2 separate regions of the Rattus norvegicus genome follow, and region 2 is linked to region 1. A link is a contact called in public Hi-C data. All regions are on one chromosome and are shown on one strand. Each heading gives the region's core, a stretch centred on a gene start, on an enhancer-like site or on the middle of the called end of the contact. The rest is flanking DNA. Distances are from core to core; before and after follow the strand shown.

The links. Hi-C and Micro-C count contacts between places; a contact is called where the count stands out from the background.
Region 2: a contact with region 1 is called in a Hi-C map of Schwann cells, with 4 times the contacts expected there. The contact joins two enhancer-like sites. A contact is called at or near these places in 10 of 12 Hi-C or Micro-C datasets (the A7r5 cell line, the Rat2 cell line, Schwann cells and 6 more).

Annotation. Positions count from the first base shown.
Region 1 is chr12:11,611,381-11,618,284 of GRCr8, forward strand. No RefSeq gene overlaps it. Among named protein-coding and RNA genes, the nearest start is that of Slc7a1, 50 kb to the right of the region's middle. Within about 2 kb of position 3,416, at least 7 of the 93 cell types and tissues checked have an H3K27ac peak or open chromatin away from gene starts, as enhancers often do. A contact at or near this core is called in Schwann cells, where this site is marked.
Region 2 is chr12:11,741,463-11,748,366 of GRCr8, forward strand. Mtus2 (microtubule associated scaffold protein 2) reads right to left here. Exons shown (of 15, transcript NM_001374100.2): 14 at 5,643-5,740; 15 at 1,251-4,022. The coding sequence ends at 3,809. Among named protein-coding and RNA genes, the nearest start is that of Slc7a1, 80 kb to the left of the region's middle. Within about 2 kb of position 3,774, at least 19 of the 93 cell types and tissues checked have an H3K27ac peak or open chromatin away from gene starts, as enhancers often do. A contact at or near this core is called in Schwann cells, where this site is marked.

The sequences.
Region 1 (6,904 bases), core at 2,166-4,665:
TGACAACGACAAACTGGCAGCTCCAAACGACAGAGGTGAATCATTTCTACGCTTCCGGAGGCCTTGAGCCAGAAGTCATCAGGGCTGTTCCCTCTTGGAAGCTTGGAAGGTTCTAGATGGAGTAACCCCATTGGCTTCTTCCAGTTTCTGGTGTCTCTAGGTGACCTTGGTGCTGTTCAATGCTCTGACTCTATCTTTCCATGACTGCCTTCAGAGCGCCTCTCTTGAAATGTTGGGAGGTGTCCATCAGAGAAGATGACCTGTAAACAGTTGTAAGCCAATAGGAACTCATTATTAGCCAGACAGTGACTACACTGGGTCCCAAATAGGACTCCTTAATGTAGCCCTGAGTCTTTCTTAGGATGAGCTTTTCAGCACAAAACCCACACCCTTGGCTGACACACTTCAGTGAGCAAGAACAGTTAGCCAGGATCAGAACTGCAGAAGCCAAAAAGCACGGTTAGTATACTCAGGGACTGTCCCGGAACTACGGGTTTGGATGGATCAGGTCTTTGCTCTCTTTTGGCAGGTGATGTGGCGTGCACTCTGGTTTCCTTGGCCTGAATGGAACTCTCATCATGGCTTCAGCTGGGCTAAGGTCTGGAGCCTGTATTAAACCTCCCCCTTCCCCCCGGTAAGGAAACTCATCACGGAAGGAAGGCGCGTTCTAAGGCTACCATCATTTTATCTCAAGATGCTCAGTCACACTTGTGAAGACGCATTTACTACCTTTTTGGGGCCAGACTGGTCAACAATTTGAGTTCTGGGACAGCCAGGGCTACACGGAGAAACCCTGTCTTGAAAAACCAAGGCAAACCAACAAAAACAAAAAGGAAAAGCTAAAAACAAAAATAAACAAGTCCGGGAAATCCCCCTTCTGAAGTTGTTATCTCTTATCAACCTAGAAAGACTATCTCAGAGAAGTTGGATACACGCAGGCATGAGTCAAAAGCAGGCAGGGCTACGCACATTTTGCCCAAAGTATAATTTCCTCATCTTCTCCCCTAAGGGAAACCCGTGACAGGTTCAGTCTGGGTCAGCTCATCCTGCATCAGCCATCTGCTTGGCTCTCATTCTGGTTTTTGTTTCATTTTGGGTAAGATAACATCTCACTATGAAGCCCTGGAGTTCACAGAGATCCTCCTGCCTCTGCCTCATGTGCTGAGATTAAAGGCTTGTGCCATTCTCATTTTGCTCAATGCAGATCGCACTCTCCCTTAGACAGGCCTCAGCTAACTGCCAGGCTGGGAAAAGCTCAAAAAAAAAAAAAAAGCAGTAGCCAGCTCTGGAGTACCTGGAAACTTGGGAATGAACAAGTTATCCAAGGGTTTGGACCAGAGATATGAGATCAGATTCAAGGTCTGAACCCTAGGTCTTCCACTGGGCATGCATATAATTAATGGTGGGTGTGGTGGTTTGAATGAGAACAGCTCCCATAGGCTCTAATAGTTGAATGCTTGGTTCCCAGCTGGTGGGACTGTTTGAGAAGGATTAGGAGGCGTGGCCTTTGCTGGAGGTGCTGAATCACTGGGCTGGGTTTCAAAAGCCCAAGCCATTCCCTGTAAGCTCTTTTCCTCTGCCTCCTCCCTGGAGATCAGATGTACACTCTCAAGCTGCAGTTCCAGCGCTCCTGCCCGCTGCCATGCTTCCTGCCTTGCTGAGCATTTAGACTTTGCTACATGATCCCCTAAATTAAACGCTTTCTTTTATAAGTTGCCTTGGTCATGGTGCTTCTCCACAAAAGAAGAAAAGTAATCAGGACGGTGGTTAAACTGCTAACCTTCTCTGACTTCATTTGAAAGACTCCCCTAGTATCCATCAGTGCCTGGGGTTGCTCTGCAGCTCTGTAAACAAAGAAAAGTAGATACAGTGAACTGAACAAGTATCTAGGTAGACCCTGACATTCTGAGCCTGGCTCACAGTGTATGCTCTGCAGGTGTTCACTGTCAAGGAAACTCATTGAGATGATGTTTTCAGGGCTAGAGAGATGGCTCAGCTGTCAAGAACACTGGCTGCTCTTCAAAGGACCTGGGTTAGATTCCCACATGGCGGCTCACAACCATCTGTAAACGCCAGGTGATCTGATGCCCTCTTCTGGCCTCCATAGGTACTGCACACACATGCATGCTCGCAAAACACCTATCTGCATAAAATAAGGTTAAAAAGAAAAAGAAGATACTGACTTTTCACACCCGTGATCTGACCTCACGAAACTCAACACCAATAAACCATAACCAGGACTGTGAACTGTTCACCTGTACGGGGGTTAGTTCTTCCACTTTCTAGCCTATGTGTCATCTCAAAGGCCTTTCAATGCCCGGTGAAGACTTTCTCCAGATGATCTAATTTATGTGAAACGCAAGGCTGGGTTTCTAGATAATAGGAACCGGGCAGAAGGAATTTATTGCACGGCACCCTGCCATTGTCTCTAGACAATCATTCTGGGCAGTGAAAGGATTTCTACATAGTACCTCAGTGTGCAACTCTCACTCTGTGTCCCCTGAGCAGGAACTAAATTTCCTTGCAACAAAAGTTTCCAGTCAGGTCCATGGAACATTGGACAGTTTTAAGGAAGAGAAGACTAACTAACTCTTGCAAGTGACTTCCGGATGACTTCAGCAGGATAGCCTAGCACACGACAAATCTGCGCCCGGCCTTAGTCTGCAATAGGAAATCCATTAATAACGCTTACCCCTTTCACCTCCACACTGATGCGTGATTTGACCTGGGACCCTGAACATTTTCTTGCCATCCCTGCCCACACTATTTTTCTCTCGTTTCCTTCAAATCCCGAGTCCCTACCCCGATTCCCGATGATGCCACCAGAAACCAAGGATATAAAGTGTTAATGGTCCACACGGCAGTTCCCTGCCGAGGTGGGAGACAGAGGTGAGAGAGAGGAGGGAGGATTTTGGGCGTGCTGTGTGTGTTGGATGGTGGGCAGTGCTCGGCTAGCCGAGGCTGGGAAGAGTATTCAGGAGAGGTAGCCAGCAGCGCTGTTAGCAAAGGAAACTTGCTCCTTGGCTCCGGAACCTTCCTTCCAGCATTGTCTGCCAAAGGGCAATGGGAGCAAACGGGAGGAATGCGCTCTGCAAACCTGGGAGAGGCCAAGGAATAGCACCTGGAAGGAGAAGAGCCCCTGGGGTCAGGGCTGCGAGTCCCAGCATAAACCGGGGAGCAGGAAGTGAATCAATGGAGGCGCCCAGGGATGGTGGGGCCCAGGGATGGTGGGCAGGAGGCGCCCTAGGGTGGTGGATGAACCAGACTGCCTCTGAAGTGATTGCCTACAGCAAAGCTGCAAGCCCTGACTTCAGACAGGCAGGCAGCATTTAATAGCCAACTGCTGACAGGCCAGTGAGTCAGTGTAAAGGCATGGGAAGGCTTGAGATGCTGCTCCGAGGCCCAGCCCACAAGCTGCGCTTGTCCATCTGCCAGGAGCCCAGGGCCCGGGGTGCCTGCTGGCTTCCTGCTGCAGCTCAGGGCACAACCCTTCCTCTCTTCAGGAAGCTGCAAGGGTTATCTTTAACCCTAGCTCTTGGGCCATCCATACACGAATGTTGCTTTCTGGGATAGTGTTACTACATTTCACATTTACACGTCCATGTTCTTTTGAGTGTTTCTTTTCTTTTCTTTTTTTTTTTTTTTTTTAAGATTTATTTTATTTGTGAGTACACTGTAGCTGTCTTCAGACACACCAGAAGAGGGCATCGGATCCCATTACAGATGGTTGTGAGCCACCATGTGGTTGCTGGGAATTGAACTCAGGACCTCTGGAAGAGCAGTCTTTTTTTTTTTCTTTTTTCTTTTTTCTTTTTTTCGGAGCTGGGGACCAGGGCCTTGCGCTCGGTAAACAAGCGCTCTACCTCTGAGCTAAATCCCCAACCCCTGGAAGAGCAGTCTTACCCGCTGAGCCATCTCTCCAGCCCGCGATGTTCTTTTGCAACCCTTATGGAATAGCACAGAAGGCGGGGAGGATTTTCTACAATATAGAGCAATTTCTTATTTTTTCCATTTAAAGTTTATTTATTGATTGACTGATTGAGAAGTTTATGCATGGGTATATTGTTTACATTGTTTCTATTCCCCCCCTTACACACACACACACTCACACATACACACACACACACACACACACACACACACACACCCTCCTGAGTTTGTTTAGTGGTGCTTATATGTTTAGGGGTAACCCCTGGCTTGGATACCCTATGAGGGGGCTCATCTCGGAGAAGACTGATTCTCTTTCAGCAGCCATTAGTCATTGATCGGTGGTCTGCAGCTCTTCATCTAGGGCAGGGTTTGTAACATTTCCCCCATCCACACTGGCATTCACCCGACACGTCACTGTGCAGATCCTACACATGCAGTCATGTTGTTGAGATTACATGGGTACATTCTCTCTCAAAGCAGACGTCCTGGTCCTTTGGGTTTTACAGTCCTCCTGCACTCTCTTCTGCAATGTTCTCAAAGGTGGAGGTGTGGGGTTGTGTTGTAGATGTATTAATTTGGGTTGTGACAACTTTTATTTCTTATCCTCCAAACATAAAAGGTGAGCCAGAATCTTGGGTGTTAGGTCTCAAATTCAGGACAAATGGCTGATGCACCCATTTCACACATCCGAGTGGATGCTGGCTCTCAGGTTCTCTTTGCTCTCCTCAGTCCCTTTCTGGTACAGGGCCCTCCTGGCTGGCATGCCCTACGCTTCTCCAGGCCATGGGCTGAATAATCCAGCCATTGTGATTATCTGGTTCTTTCTTCTACTTTCCTGGCCAGTCTCCCGGCCCAAGCTGCCCTTCTCGGTCAGTGGGGCTCTCCCCTCTCTTTCCTCCCTCTCTCACATGGTTCAAGGTCATATCCACTTTCCCAGACGTCGCTTCCTCTGGCTAGTCTCTCTCTTTTATCTACAATAAACCTTGTCCTCTACAAACCTAGGAACAGTCAGGTCTTTCTTTCTTTTTTTTCTTTTTCTTTTTTCTTTTTCTCAGCCATTAACAATGCTCATGTATTCATTGTTAATCTTTTGATTTTAAGCCGTAACATTTTTGATATGTTCTAAAGCTAGATTATGGATAGATGGTGGCTAGATTATAGCTAGGTAGATAAATGGATAGATGATGGGTAGATAAATATGTGTATGGCACTTGTGCGCCCATACAGTGTTTCCTCAATCTGTAACTGACATTCGTCTTCTTAACTCTTTATTGACAGACAGAATTTTTTAATGAATTATTTATTTATGTATATAAGTATACTGTCACTGTCTTCAAGGACATCAGATCTCATTATAGATGGTTGTGAGCCACCATGTGGTTGCTGGGAATTGAACTCAGGACCTCTGGAAGGGCAGTCAGGGCTCTTAACCGCTGAGCCATATCTCCAGCCCGACAAACAGAATTTAAGGTCCAGTTTACTACTGTTTTGGTTTTGTTTCATTCTTACAGATGCTTGACAAGTGCTCTTCTGGGGACCTATGAATGTCCGTTAGATGGTTGACAGTCTTTCTCTCCTACCCGGGTGATTTCTTCTACTCTAGCTTTCTGAAGGAGACCTGTCACGCACACTTTATAGTTTTAGGTTTTACATTTACACTTATAATCTATGCAGAAATATTTTGGCACACAGGATGAAGTAAGGAGTCAAGATTCGGGTTTTTCTATATAGAAATCCAGTTGATCTAATAATAGTTGTTCTGATTTATTTGTTCGCCTTGTCGAATGGCTGAAGCAGAGCTACTGGGCGCAAATTGATCATGTAGGTATGGGTCTGTGTCTGGACTTTGAATCCTGGTCTACTGAGCCAGAAGGACTTTCTTATGTCGGTATTATGCTAGCTTCCTTCCTTTCTTCCTTCCTTCCTTCCTTCCTTCCTTCCTCCCTCCCTCCCTCCCTTCCTTCCTTCCTTTCTCCTTCCTTCCTCCCTCCCTTCCTTCCTTCCTTTCTTTTTTGTTCTTTTCCTTTTTTTTTTGTTTGTTTTGAGACAGGGTCCGACTACGTATCCCTGGTTGGCATGGAATCCACAATGTAGATCAGGCTGGCCTCAAACTCATAGAGATCCACCTGCCTCTGCCTTCCAAAATTCTAATATTAAAGGCGTGTGCCACCATGCCCAACTGATGCCATCCTTTCTTAATTATCTTAGTAGTTCTTACTCTAGAGTCGGTTTATTTATTTTGAATCTGGCTAAAATTGCTTAGTGCTTCTTAATTCTTTGTCATTCTGCTTTTTTTTTTTTTTTTTTGGTTCTTTTTTTCGGAGCTGGGGACCGAACCCAGGGCCTTGCGCTTCCTAGGTAAGTGCTCTACCACTGAGCTAAATCCCCAGCCCCCCATTCTGCTTTTTTTTTAAAGGGTTTATTTTTATGTATCCAAGTTCTCTATCTATCTGCATGTATACCCGTGTGCCAGAAGAGGGCATCGGATCCCATTACAGATGGTTGTGAGCCACCATGTGGTTGCTGGGATTTGAACTCAGGACCTCTGGAAGAGCAGCCAGTGTTCTTAACCGCTGAGCCATCTCTTCAGCCGCAACATTAGTCTTCTTAACTCTTTATTGACAGACAGAATTTTTTAATGATTTATTTATTTATGTATATGAGTACACTGTCACTGTCTTCAAGGGCATCAGATCTCATTACAGACTGTTGTGAGCCACTGTGTGGTTGCTGGGAATTGAACTCAGGACCTCTGGCAGAGCAGTCCTTCTCTATCCTAAGGGCAGCCTGTCTGTATTTCATCAGTGTTTTGAGTGGGTCGCACGGAGTGTATGACAGGTGGAAGAACTACTTAACAGTATTATCGTCTAACACCCAGATCGATCTGCCATACTCTTTTGTTCGTTTAAACTCAATTCTCTCAGAAGTTCTTGGGTCTCTCAGTAGAGACATCTGGAACATGTGTTTAAAATTA
Region 2 (6,904 bases), core at 2,524-5,023, 130 kb after region 1:
CTAGAAATGGTGTATAACCTTATCAGTCCCTGCTCAAAAGGAGCCATTTTGTTCCACTGAGTTAAACTTGCCCACCAGGCTAGAACATAGGGTAAACAGACATGTACACACATGCACAGTCGATGCAGACCCTAGGCTGGGCAGACTCTGGACCTGGTCACCCACCGTTCATGAGAATGCAGGGAGAGAGACAGAAGACACCCCAGCTGTTCACTGATACCATGTACTGATGTAGGATCTGCTATGAGGGTGACCTTCAAGGCTAACTCTAGGGAGGGTGCCTTCCGATGCCTGGGTTCCTACTTGAGATGATACAGGTCTCCCGTATAGGTGAGCTGGGGTCCTCAAGACTCCTTGGTGCGGAGGTGGTGATGAAGGGTTGAATTCCTAAGGTTCCTCTGCCCTCACTGATTCCCCTGTGGGAGGGAACATCGTTCCTTTCCGCTTCTCATTTTCTGAACACGCCAGGGGTTGGGTGAGCCTCCAACTCCTTTAAAAATGCTGGTGCAGGCATCAGACTGTTTACCACATGGGGTGGGGCTGAGGACAATGCCCGGTGGCTACCATACTGTGAGGGAGCTCGATATCCCAGGAAAAACTAAGGTTAGAATATACTGACCATTGATGCATTGATCAGCATTCCCTATCCATAATTTGGGAAGCTTGGGTGATCTGCAGGACATCACAGGGGCATCATGGGACCAGAGAGTGACATGAACGCGGGGGCTGCTACTGGGCTGTTCACACGAACAGATTGGTTGAGATCCTCCTTTCGTCCCCATGCACTCCACCAATGTGAGCACAGGAAGTGGAAAACTCAGGTCTTCCTCGTGACCCGCCCCCCATGCAAAGCTGGGCACCTGTGGGACATGCTAGGGCCAGGTGAGGTTGGACAAACTGGCCATAATCCACAAGAGTGGCTGGCAGGATAGGGAGAGTGGCTGATTCCAGATTGGAAGGAGCTAACGTGTATCTCAGCCCCTGTGGTGGTTTGAACACGGGTAAGCCCATAGGATCGTGTATTTGGATGCTTCGTTCCCAGTTGGCACACTGTTGGGATGATACGGGAAAGACTGGTGCACAGCTTTGGACTTGCAGAGTCAGGGAGCAGAGGAAGTCTCTAGACTTTTCTTGGTTCCAATCAACCCTAGCACACACAGGAGAGGGTACACTCATGCCTTTGCCTGCCTTGTCTGCCATCTCAAGACTGAACAAGATTCGCCTCTAAGTTACACAGACCACATGAACATCATGGGAAGTCCCCCAGGTTCATTTTAATAATCTTTAGAGTTCAACACAAATAAGGAACAGTTAACTGGAAGGGGGCAGGACAAAGAACACTGTGCCCCCTTCAACTAATCCCAGAGTACCTGACCTCAAGCCCCAAACCCATCCTGACATCGCAGGAATGTAGTCCCAGCCCGAGGCAACTGAGTTAGTGCAGGCCAGCAGGACCTCCTGACTCCATGAAGAACCTAGCTGTTTGGCAGGCCTGTCTGTGGCAGGACGGGAGGATGCAGTGTCCCAACCTGGGAAGGAAGACAGACTCGGGGTTTCCACGCTGAGAGGTCCGGATGGTACCAGCATGGAGACAGAGGAATCATGGAAGAGGCAATAGCAGCTCTGGCCACCTGGATCTCAGAACTTAATTCAAATGGGGTACCATACTTGATGGGTGTCTGGGATGGAGAAACAAAGCCAGGGCCATGGGGAGATTTATTCAAGTGCCCAAGGTCGAGGCTGATTAGGGCAAAGCTCTAGTCCACCTAATGAGGGTACACAGATCTAACATCGCTACCACTTTGAGCACAACAGCCTAACGTACTGTACCACATCCTATAATCACATCGAACTCTGTATTGCTGAGAACCTGCCGTCGGCGGGCACAGCTGAGGAGGCGGGTCCTAACTCGGAGAGCTAAACGGCCAACCGAACTTAACGTCCGCAGGTTGTGCCTGCTAAAAGAACAAATAGTTGTGTGTGTTGAACTGACATGGCATGAGCTACTCTTATGGGATGCCCAGCTCGGTATCCCAGGATCATGCAGAGCCAAAGGAAAAAAAAAAGACCTGTTTCTTCTCTGTGTATCTACCGTGTGTGCCTCCAGAATGGGCAAGACCCGCGGAGGTTGACTACAGTTAGATGCACCCGAGACCAAGGAAGCCCAACTTGGAGCCACAGGAGGGATGTTGACCACACTTGTCTCGGTGTCAGATATGTGTGTCCTTGGAGTGGCTGACACCGTCTTCTTGGCTCCGTGGCTCTTCTCATCTTGGGCCTGCTCACAGACAGACAGGCCCATGCTTAGAAAACGGAGGGTCTCTTGTCACATACAGGAAACAAAGGTATCATTCAGCGCGGCACGGTACTGCCAGTTAAAACTACTTCTCTTTTGTGGGTCATGCTTCTAATCTTCCATAGCACTACATGAATACCTTTCATGTTCTAACTCTACCTCATTAGAGACGAAGGCCAGTCCAGCGGCTGATGGATGCTGACTGGCCGTTTCACTGCGTTCCCTTGTTTGGGAGAGCCTTCTGGGGCTAAGACGGGACCACAGCCAGGTGCAGTCCTGGTAACCCTCCAGCAGAAGGGACATGATCTAGCACCTTTAGAACTGGCTTCCCCCCCCCCTTTCCCCAAGAGAGAAAGGCTGGTTTCCGGAAGCCTTGACTAGAACCCCTGAGCCATCTTGATGTGCAGTGATGGGGTCGAGTCATAGAACCAAACTGAAAAATGGGGGTGTTGCCTATGAGAGGCGATGGTTGGGGCCATGTCGGCCCCTACCAGAACTCCTCCTCCATGAGGATGGGTCATGCATGGTCTAGATAGTCTCCGAGTTCATGCTTACCCTCATCGCAAAGGTCGCATGCGTCCGTGTTTTCCTGAGGATGCAATAATATCTTAATGGTGGATTTGCAAGGTGCCATTTGGGGTTGGGGGTGGGGAGCAAAACTGGTGTTTTCAAGATTATAATGAATTGATAAGGGGAAAAACATTGGCCAGACCATGTGATCCCTCCGGTCCCCCCCTCCCCCACACCCTGCGACATTTTACCTCCTTGGGATGGGAGAAGTCATAATTAAATCCTGCAATGGGCTGAGAGTGACCCCACCTCGCGTTGGACTAAGAAGCTAGTTGCTCCAAAGGCGGTTACCATCTACAAATCGCTGGTGTTTAGGGTAAGCAGGGTACCACTTGGTCTCATGCTTGCTTGCTTGCTTTTTCTTTTTTCTTTTTTTTTTTTCTTTTTTCTATTTTGGGTAGAAATATCTCCAGGAAACTAGATAGAAATGCGTTTTTCATTTCCCAATAATTCTTAGGCACAAGTTAGAAAACTGCTGACCGTCGCTAAAATATGTCAGCGCATCGTGTGTTATATATGTATATATATATAAAAAAAAGCAATTCGGAGTCGCCGCAGGTGTGTACCCACGCATCTGAATACACACCCGCAGCGGTGCAAGGAGGGTTTTCGAGTATTCGAAAAACGGAGCTGTTTGTGGCTGACCTAAAGTTCCGCTGCGGAACTCCGTCTCTCAGGAACAATTGGAGCTGTTTCTCTTTTGCTTCTAACTATACTAAAGCATTTTGTTTTTGTTTTTGTGTTTTGCTTTTGGACACCAGACTCTGCTGCTTACGCCTTCCTAAGCGCCAATACCAGGACGGTCTCACACGAGGGTCAGAGAGGACTCTGCCTAAGATGCAGTATGCAGCTACTGAGCATGCGCACAGGGCAGCCACCAGCACCGGCCAGCACTCCCTCGGACGGACAGAAGCTTGAGCTCCTGTGGGTGGCAGGGTGATGTCATCTAGGTGTGGTACTGACTCTGGCTGGAGAGGAGGGTCCAGAGGAGGAGCCCCTGTACACCGGAGATGTGGGGGAGAGTTTAATCGGGCTGGTCGGGTCCCCAGTCTGGAGCTTCCAAAGTAGTTCCTCGTTGGTTCGGCTCAGTCTCTTCTTTTCCTGGGTCTCTTTCTCCACGTATTCCTGGAGATTAGCATTTTCCTCCGACAGTTGTCTGCGTGGGGGAGAATGGTAGTTAGCAGCGGGAACCATTGGGCGTACTAGTGACAGAGGCTGATAGGCGGAGGCCGGGGGCAATTCCCCAGGCTCGCAGGTCTCTCTGCTGGGTTAGGGGGCAGTTGTGCACAGAGCAAAGAAAGGCTAGAGGCTGGAGTAGGAAGTGGGGGAGATGGTAGGTCACGTGGGCTGCTGCTACAGCCCATAGGAGGGGTTGCTATGGAGATTGTCTACGGCTGTGGTCAGGGTACTGACTAACAGCGCCAATCAGCCGGGAATATTTTCCCGTTACCTCCAGCCCTGAGTACGTGCCTCTGCGATTGAAGTCATTAGCTCGGCTGTAGAGTCGGTCTGTCTACATGTCTGTCTGCTGGACCACAAGTCCTAGAGGGCAGGGGTCAAGACTCTGTTATGTTCTTGGCTGGCGTTCAGCATGGCATCCAGAAAAATAGATGTTTGATCACCGTCGGTTGATAACGGGGGTCGGGGGTGGGGGAGAGAAAGCAATCGTGTGTGTGTGTGTGTGTGTGTGTGTGTGTGTGTGTGTGTGTGTGTGTGATGTCATGGTGCTTAAATTGCTGGCTTTGCTGCGTGTTTTTGGTAATTTTTGTACTTTATGTGTGTGTTTTGGCTGCGTGCATGCCCGAGAACCATTGCATGCAATGCCTGTGGAGGCCAGAAGAGGGCGCGGGTCTCCTGGAACTGTTAACTCTAACAGATAGCTGTGTGCTGTCAGGTAGGTGCGGGGAATCAAACTTGGGTCTTCTGGAAGAGCAGCCAGTGCTCTTAACCACGGAGTCACCTGTCTATTTCAACTTGTGTTTTAGAGAGTGATCGCTGCTTTCAGGAATCGGCCAGAGTAAGTACAAATACATTTTACAACTGGATGGGCTAAAGTCCCAGAAAGGTACTCTGGGCTGACGCCTGCACTTGCTGTCTGAGGAAAGGTGGCTGGGTATGTGTGGGCGTGTGAACAAGTGGCATGCCAGTGTATAAGCATGCACGTGCATCAGTGTATGTGTAAGTGTGAGCACGCGTGAATGGATATATACATGAGTGTGTGCACATAAGCATGGGTGTACACAGGATAACATATCATAGCCACACCGAGGAGTCTGGTCCAACAGAATGGGAAAAGGCGAAGGCCTCCATCTCACTCGGGCGACTTAGCCTTGCCCAGTATAATAACCTGCAGCCAGCCACAGACGCCACAGACGTTTTCACTGCACTCTGAGCTGGGGTCAAGAGTGACCCAATCCTTCCTTGAAAGCAGGAGCCTATAGGGAAGAGCTGACCCGATTTTCTGGAATATTGGGGTTACCTAGCCATGGTTCTCTTTAGCTGGGGACTTTAGCTGATGCTCTTCTCCTAATCTCTGGGATGAAATCTTCCTGCTCTGGGGCCCCTGCTTCCTGGGCTTGAGGTCCTCACTCACTTCTGGGGAACGGGGCCGGCTGGGATGCAGAGCTGGGATGTGTACCATGGGGTCACGGCCATCTGCTTTTCTTCTGATCAACTGAGAGGCACCAGGAGATTGTTCAGACTGGATACTGGGACATGCGGATGTTCCGGGAAAGCCACTTTGAGAAGGACGTAGTGAGAAACTGGGCTCACCCACCTGGTAACAACCGTGTTCTGGTCGATCCTCGCTTTGAGGTCTTCGTTCTGCTGCTGGAGTACCTGGATCTTTTCTTCCAGGATGATGTTCTTTTCCACCTAGGAAAGAGACACCAGTGAAGAAACTCCCACTGGATCAGTGGCCTTGGCTTCTGCACTTTGGAGGGTTTCCAGGAACAGGACTTTGCTAACCGCTCTGTGCAAAGCTTTTGTGGGCGGGAAAATCAGGGGAGATGGATGAGGGACCAGCACTGCTCTTTTCAGAAAGACAGAACAGAAAATGCCAGAGTGTGCTCTGTTGGTAGTAAAAAGCACTGTGGTACATAGTTTAGACTCTCTCTCTCTCTCTCTCTCTCTCTCTCTCTCTCTCTCTGTGTGTGTGAGAGAGAGAGAGAGAGAGAGACAGACAGACAGACAGACAGATAGAGAGAGACAGAGAGAGAGACAGAGACAGAGAGAGACAGAAACAGAGAGACAGAGACAGAGAGATACAGAGACAGAGAGAGACAGAGAGAGATAGAGAGACAGAGACAGAGAGATGGAGACAGAGAGAGACAGAAACAGAGAGACAGAGACAGAGAGAGACAGAGACAGAGAGGCAGAGGCAGAGAACATATGTTTCTTTTACAGTGAGTATTACAGGTCACTTTCATGGTCAGAATCAGGCTGTGGATCCCAGTTTGATCAGTGGGTCTGTGGTCAACTTCAGGGAATCCCTGTTCCTTGCACATGTACTTGGCCCTGCTCAGGTGCTTCTGAATGATCAGGGCTAGAGAGCCAAGGATAGCAGGTATATTTCGTTCCTTTCCTGACAGAACAACAAAGCTAAGACGCCTAGAAGTCTACAGGTCTAGGGGAACTTCTTTGTTTTTGAAGATACAGAGGCGAAAGTCAATTCTGTAAAGCAGAGAGAGGAAGCCTTGGTGCCCTATTGGGAAAGCCTTTCACAGTGAACGTTTCTCCAGTTTAGGCCATCCCTCCATCACTGTGGGATCCAGCTGATGAGTGCGTTCCTTCTGACTTTAGGATATTTTTTAGAGGCTTTACTCTGTAGCTCATGCTGGCAGGAACTTGCTGTGTGACTCAGGGTGCCCTGGAATACATGTCAGTCTTCCTGCGTTAGCTTCCCAGCTGCCCGCTGCAATGACTGGGATGAACCACATGCCTGGATTGTCCCGTGAAAGAGGGCGGTACATTGACTGTTCCTGTAGCTAATCTTTAAAGAACACTGCAACTTGCCCATGAGTAGGGCTTAGGAATCCT